Regions from separate parts of the Mus musculus genome. Here region 2 is linked to region 1. A link is a contact called in public Hi-C data. All regions are on one chromosome and are shown on one strand. The core of a region is the stretch at or near the end of the contact, and the rest is flanking DNA. Distances in the headings are between cores, read along the strand shown.

Evidence for each region. A called contact is a pair of places that touch in the nucleus more often than the background predicts.
Region 2: a Hi-C map of liver shows a contact between it and region 1, with 2.3 times the contacts expected there. The contact joins the promoter of Masp1 here to the enhancer-like site in region 1. A contact is called at or near these places in 1 of 39 promoter capture datasets (liver), 3 of 484 Hi-C or Micro-C datasets (all in liver) and 1 of 9 other capture datasets (pancreatic islet).

What each region holds. Positions count from the first base shown.
Region 1 is chr16:23,291,879-23,295,502 of GRCm38.p6, forward strand. The region is part of intron 2 of St6gal1 (beta galactoside alpha 2,6 sialyltransferase 1); the gene reads left to right. Among named protein-coding and RNA genes, the nearest start is that of Gm30814, 33 kb to the right of the region's middle. Within about 2 kb of position 2,038, at least 10 of the 459 cell types and tissues checked have an H3K27ac peak or open chromatin away from gene starts, as enhancers often do. A contact at or near this core is called in liver, where this site is marked.
Region 2 is chr16:23,518,776-23,522,399 of GRCm38.p6, forward strand. It overlaps Masp1 (mannan-binding lectin serine peptidase 1), which reads right to left and starts at 2,040. Exons shown (of 11, transcript NM_001359083.1): 1 at 1,771-2,040. The coding sequence starts at 1,775. It also overlaps a transcript of Rtp4 not described here.

The DNA of each region.
Region 1 (3,624 bases), core at 788-3,287:
TTGACTACGTGAGGCCCTCCCACTGGGAAGGGCAGTTCACTGAGCTCATGCTCAGTGCAAAATAGTAATCTCTTGCAAGTAGACATATCCAGGGTAATGTTTGACTGGCTATATGTGGAGTCATTAAGTTGACATAAAGCTGACCCTCGTAACCTGATGGGGGCAAATTGTTTTAAAATCAAATCTTCAAAATCATGAGCAAAAGTTTATTTCTGTTGCTTTTAGCCTTTTGGTAATGACTCCCAGTGACGTCCTGAAGTTTTCAGGGCAACTGCGCCCATCTTTCGTCAAATGTTTCTGTGAACTGAGACGTAATAGTTGTACAGGGCGTTTGGCCTTTCTCAACTAAAAATGGAGTCCAGGACATATTTGCCAAGTATCTATGAACTTCTTACACTTTGTATTTTTTGTTTTATTTATTTTTTTATAATTTTAAAATTTATTTATTTATTCACTTCCCATCCAGATTGCTGTCCCCTCCCATTTTCTCCTCCCCCAGCCCCTTCCCCTTCCTGAGAGGGTGGGGCCCCCTGGGTTTTAGAAGGATGATTGTCAGCCTCCTGCATACCAGAGAAGTGTAGGTATAGCCTTGCAGGATATAATTATAAGTCATTTTTGAAGTTCCCTCTATACCTACGCACTGGTTAATCACTGCCAAAACACTTGTTTCCTTTGGTCTTTAAGGGCTCTGGGGGGACAAGAGGGGCTCCTTTCATGCAGAGAAATGACCTTAAGGGAGTGGCTTTCAACCCTTTCAACATGGGTCACCTAAAGACCCTTGGAAAACACAGGTATTTACATTATATTATCATTCATAGCAGAAGCAACATTACAGTTATGAAAATAATTCTTGTGGCTGGGGGTCACCAGTGTATTGAAGGGACACAGCGTCAGGAAGGGTGAGAATCACTGCTCTAAGGGTATGATCTAGGAAGCCCGTCAACTTTTCCTGAGAGTGGCCCTCCGCCCGTCCCAAAGTTAGTGACTTGGCCAGGTCAGACCTGATTTAAAATTTGTAAACACAAATTTGTAAACACTTTTCCCAGAAGGGCGACAAGGGAAGCATGCGTTTGTGTTCTAGAGACAGGGAAGTTCTTCGACATTCTCCTGACTTTTCTGTGGTCTTCACAGAGGGTCCTCTGTGACATCCTGAACATGGGAGAAATGTCAAGATGAGCCTTGACTATCAAACACTATAAAATTTGTCTTTAGGACAAGGAACTCAAATCTTTGAATTTATCTCCTTTTGTAAGACCCCATGCAAATGCTTAATCCTCCTCACCCAGTAAAACGTTTGCTTACAGAAAAGCTCTGTCCCAGGAATTAAACATGACACTCTCCATGAAGATGGTCTTTTAGGACAGTTACTAGAACACTTCCTCAAGGGACTCATGCTTGTGGAGACTCTCCTGCTTGGGCCTTCATAGACAATGCTGAAGGAAGAGCAGAAGGCAGTGGAGAGAAAGTAGACCAAAGTGTTCCATGTTAAACCCTCGAGAAGGGAGGGAAATTGCAATACTGCTGGCTCATAAGACATTTTTTTGAGTCAGGCATGGACAAAAGCTTTTATTTGAACAGTGCTATAAGCTGTGTTAAGTGTAGTGCCCCCAGGGGTTAGTTGACAAATACAGAAACCCTGGTTGAGGTCAAAAACATTAGCTAGTGCTTGCTTTATTTCTCTGCTTCTCAGAAGTTTATCAATAGTATTTTCATGATTCAAAGCTAAGAGAAGAGACTGGTTTTTCTCCTCCTTTGTGGTTTTCCTACCTCTCTTCTCTTCTTCCTTCCGCTAGTCAGCATGTGCTGAGTCCCAGACCTGAGAACATGGCTGTAGATGAACCAGTATCCCTCTCTTTGAGCTTGTGACCCTTACATGTTTTTACTTTTACTTCCGCAAACAATAAACAACGCTTAAAAAAAAATGCTTTTTGGCTGTTGTTGTTTTTCAAAACAGGGTTTCTCTGTGTAGCCCTGACGGTCTTGGAACTCACTCTGTAGACCAGGCTGGCCTTGAACTCACAGAGATCCACCTGCCTCTGTACTGGGACTAAAGGCACGTGTCACCACACCTGGTAGAAGCTTTTGTTTTTAAAGACATATACAGTAGAGACTTTGTGAATGGAATAGTGCATGACATTTGTTTCAAAATAATCTAGAAGTTTCAGAAATAGAGAGGGCTGTAAGCAAGAATGTCTACTTTGACTCTGGTCTGTGGGATTTTTCGATGTAGCACCCATTTGTAGCCATTTTAGCCATTTTTTTTCATTATCTGTTAAGAGACAAAATTTCATGAAATACTGCTTGCCTTTATATGTAGCAAATTCTGACATTTAACCATATAGTCCCTTATATTTTAATACAACTGATTACTATACTCTTGCTTTGATTTTGAGACTGGATATTATCAAGGTAGTGTGGTCGTGGACTCCAGCTTGACTTTGAGATCAGTAAAACAGAGACAAAAACACGTGGGCTAGGCATTGGCCACCCAATGTCAATCGATCCTGGCTTGTGTTCATAGGGCTCTGGCCAATTAGGACAGGACAGAACTACCCACTGAAAAGCAATCCTGACTTGTGTACAGAGGGCAGTGGACAGATCAGGGCAGGAAGGTCACTTTCTCTGGGAAAGTCTGAGAAGCATTCTGCCTGGAAGGGAGACATGTGGAAGCATGGTGAGAAGATAAACATTTGAGGTCAATGATGAGGGGATGGGAGGGCTGACCTCTGCTCAGGATGGCTGGAAAGTGAGGGCCTTCAGCCAGTAGCTTCTGGAGGCCACAACTAAAAGTCATGCAAGGCCCTACGAGACAGCACAAAGACTTAGACTTAAAGACTTTGTTTCTGTTTAGGGTTGTAAGGTAACTAGAGAAATGACCCCATTCCGCTGGACTTTCATCAAGGCCATTGCCAGCTATGTCTATGTAAAGTATGTTATCTGTGTGTCATGATTTAGAATAAAGGACTCCTACCCAAAACAGGGCCGTTCCAGAGCACAGATGTCTTGAGCCACCTCATAGAATCACCTCCCTCCCCTCTGCCATGGGGTTTTCCAGAAGATCCACAGACAATTCAATTTGAGATTTTTTTTCATAACAAAAGTGGCTTTCGCTTTCAGTGAATTAGAGGAGGTGAACCTGGACTCCTTGCAAGCTCTTGTCCCCTTTCCTGCACAGGGGCTGCTTTGGGGCATGAACTGTGGCAGCCCGTAAGACTCCGAGGATACTTACATTTTCTAGGTCTTTTATGACTGTCAGGTCGCAACTCTTTTAATCTTAAAAAAAAAAAAAAAAAAGCTCTAGGAAGTATAATTATTACCATTATTTGATTTGTATAGAGACTAAAGCATGTTTGACTTTGTCCAAGGTCAAACTTCCAAGGGTCAGCAGAGCTGGGACTTAGGCAGTCTGATTCCACGGTCCATCTTAGCCACCATTGTACGTCTTCACTGGAAACCTTGTCAGTAAGAGTGACTAAGAGAACCAAGAGAGCTGATGCTATCCTCAGGCACTCCCAGAGTCTATGGAATTCAGGGACTCCTCGCTGGTGTCTGGTGTAGGACTGCTGCTTGTGTTGGATGTGAGAGGAAACCTGCACAACATTTACACTGAAAAAAAAAAAAACA
Region 2 (3,624 bases), core at 790-3,289, 230 kb after region 1:
TGTTCTATCGCCTGGGGACTGGCATTCCTCGAGTACCATAGACCATTGTAATCTGCAGCTGGGATTGAGAGCCTCATAGAATATATCAGGAAAATGATTGGAGCCCAAAGACACAAGAATGAGTCTGGGCCTTTTCCAGATCATCAGTGTGGCCCTGGGCAAGTTGCTTAATGGCTTCTATCTCATGTTCCCATTAATCCTTATGTCACATGAAACCCGAAGCCAGGATGAAGCAATGCTCATGAAAGTGACTCAAGTGCTGTGTGCCTGTGAGTCCAGACCCCTGAGAGACAGCCAGCAGGACACTTTCCTAGAACTTCTTTTTGATATTCAGTAATTGAATTCGACTCTGTCATAGTTACTGAATTTCTACTAGAAAGGAACATGATGTTAGGTGCTGGTCACATGACCATGAAGACCTACAAAGATGAAGACATTGGTTACATCCCTCGGAAGTGGGAAGTGGACATTTAAATCAGTAGCCACGCCAGAGATGACAAGAAATATGGCCACAGATGAGAACAAAGGAAGAGATGCCATGTCTGAGGGATGGAGATCAGAAACGAGGACACAATGTTGAGCGAAATACCTGGGAGGGTTGTCCTAAATTGAGGGTTAAGCATATACAACGGTGAGCTTTTGGGATGGCTGAGGCACAGGTAAGGCAGAATATCATTCCACAGTACAAAGGAAGAAAAGCCATTGTTTCAGAAGAAGGGAAAAATGAACAAAACCAAAGGACAACTTTACAAGATCAGAATGACGGAATGAACTTTTAGAGACAGCTCTTCCTCCTAGGCATAGGTCAATGCAATCCAAAGTTACACAGATGGAAGCTCACTCTTTATTGGCCCTGGACTGAGCAAGTTACCAGGTGACTGAAGAAAAGAAACAAATAGAAACTTTCCTGATTTAAAGGAAAGCGAATGGAAAATAGGTGTGTAGGGACTTAACACATCTCCAGAGTGTGTTTCCTTGCTCTTTTTGACACTTACAAGTGATAACAATAATTAGGATAGTTGGGGTTTCAGACTCTGGTAAAGCTTATAAGAAATGCCTGGTGAGGAACATGAAGGGACACAAGAAACAGGGAAGGTTGAAGAGCTTCAAGCCCATTAGAATTTAAAGTGGTAGGTTTCTGAATCCCACATGCTCCTTAAAAAAACTGTGGTGTCTCTTTAAGAGCCATTTGGTGCATTTCCTAGCCTGATTCATGTCACCAGCTGCCTCTGATTTCAGTGAGAAATGCAGAATTTATAGGGAACTGTAAAATGGGGACAGGTTTCTAGTTTTCTAAATTGAGGTTTAACTGGCAAACTTCTGAAGGCTCAAGAAACCACAAGTGAGGCTGTGGGGGGAACTGTTGTCTTTTCCGGTCAGAAAAAAAAAATATAAACACACAAACACATTATCTAACTCTCAAAGTGTTGGGAGAAAGAAATCAGTGCTCTTTGCCGAGCAGCAAAAAGAAGAATCAGCCTTGTGGGCAGGAGGAGGAGGAGGATCGCATTGGCCAGTAGGCAGCACCCTGTGCTGGCAGAGAGAGAAATCTGAGCCTCAGCCTCGCCAGGAGCAGGCTTTGCACAAACTATCTGGTTTCAAGTTGCGACTCTCCGGAGTCCCTGGGAAGGTGCCCCAGGGACAGGGCCCCCAGGATTGATGAGACTCCCCCATCCCCAGCCGCCCAGAGGATAAGCAGGTGAGTCTGCCTAGAGACAAGGTCAGACCCAGCGGGCTGCTCTCCACTCGGTCCCCTGACCAGGCACTCACCTCATTTTCCTGCTCTGTGAGCTCCTGGCTTTGGTTCCTTCTGCCAGACTTGTCTGTGAGCTCGTCCCAGTCCCCGGTGTGGTGTCAGCGATGCCTTATCTTTGTTCTGAGGTCCCTGTGTGTCTCTGGAATTGGCTGGCATTCTCCATTCAGGTCACGCCTTCTCCTGCCTGCAACAGATCCCCTCTCCCCCTCTCCCTCTGGCTTTCCCTCTCTCCTCTCTCTGTCTGAGCTTATGTACACTCGGAGGGACCTGACAGACTGTTTCCTTGCAAGATCTGTTAGCCAGTCCCCTCCTAGGGAGGGACTGCAGCCCTTGAGAAAAAAATCTGAGAGACTTAGAGGTGTGTGTGTGTGTGTGTGTGAGAGAGAGAGAGAGAGAGAGAGAGAGAGAGGAGAGAGAGAGAGAGAGTAATTTCTCTTCAGCCTCCCTTGCCTGATGGCTATAATTGTTCTACTTTAGGACCCCAGCAAAAGAACAATTAAACAGAAACAGCCAACTAAAAAGGCAGTTCTAGGAGATTATAAAAAAGAAGGCAGATTCCAAGCCTCAGCCTGTTCGTGGACATCCACAGGTTTTTTTTTTTTTTTTTTTTCCTTCTGAAAACCTCGTGGCTGGCCCCGCTGGTGAGGGAGCACCAGTTCCTGCAGTTGGCTACTTACTCTCCCCACTTGAAAGGCTGCTGCGTGGCACTGTCTAACTGCAAGCATGCAGAGATCTAATTTACCCAGTTGGGAAAAAGGCTTCAGCAAAGCCAGAGAGCCAGGTGCCCCATGCATCTAGAAAGAACTGTGCCTGTGTGCTGTCAGTGCCTCAGGCCCCATAGAGAAACGTACAGCAGATCTATGCTGAGCTGAGTAATAAGAGAGCCCTCTTCCTAAAGACAGCACCACATATAACCCTCTCCACAGCTAACCCCTACTGTAACTCCACCACAGTATCATCTCTGCAGTCCGACATCTCAGTCCGACAGAGGCCCTTCCACAGTAATAACCCCAACACACAAAAGTGGCAGCCTGCGCTGAAGGGCGTGTGAGGTGGGTGGGCCCGCTCACCTGCATCATTTCAGCGCCAGGCACAAACGCTGTCTAAATCACTTCCACAAACTTCTGAGGGTTCTCTCTGATGGATCTTTTCCAGGTGGGAAAATGATGTCTTAACAAGATTATAGGACTGGCCAAGGCATCCAGGATCCCACTACCACTTCTGGAGCCATTGCCACCTCAAGCCAGCTGTTAGAAGAGCCACTGGGCGCTAACCCTGGCCCCACTCGTTCCTTCGAGAACCTTGTCCAGGCCTGTGGTAGCATTATAACTCCAGTAAAGAAAGTGCCCAGAGGAAGTGGTCATACACTTAGGAAGGGAGGAAGAAGTCCATCTCTCATGGGTTCCATGACACCACGTCTCGGTAACGTATCACAGAGCACGTGGCGTTTGCAAACCACATACATCCACTAACAGAGAAACCGAGTCCTGAACTATTTCAAGCGCTTTAGATGCTGATCCAGACTTTAACGGTGATCTATGTTTTCTGACCAACCTGGCTGCGTACAGCACTGTTTCAGATCCCATCTCTTTGTTCGCTGAATGGAAACTGTAACGAGGCACAAGTGAGAATTTGAGGATGAGCTGCTTTTCAGTCATGCAGAAGGCCACCTGCCACCTGAATCAAGGTGCCAAACACATTCTCCACCCTGAGATAGCTCTCCTTGACGTATTTTGGGGGGAGCAAAGATTTGACATTTACTGTAACCCCTTCTTGTCTTTCCTCCAAGTTCTCCAGTTTAGCTTTCCTGAGTGCCAGCCTTGTGTGATTGGCATGATTATGAGGCTCTGGCTGATAATGTAGTGTAA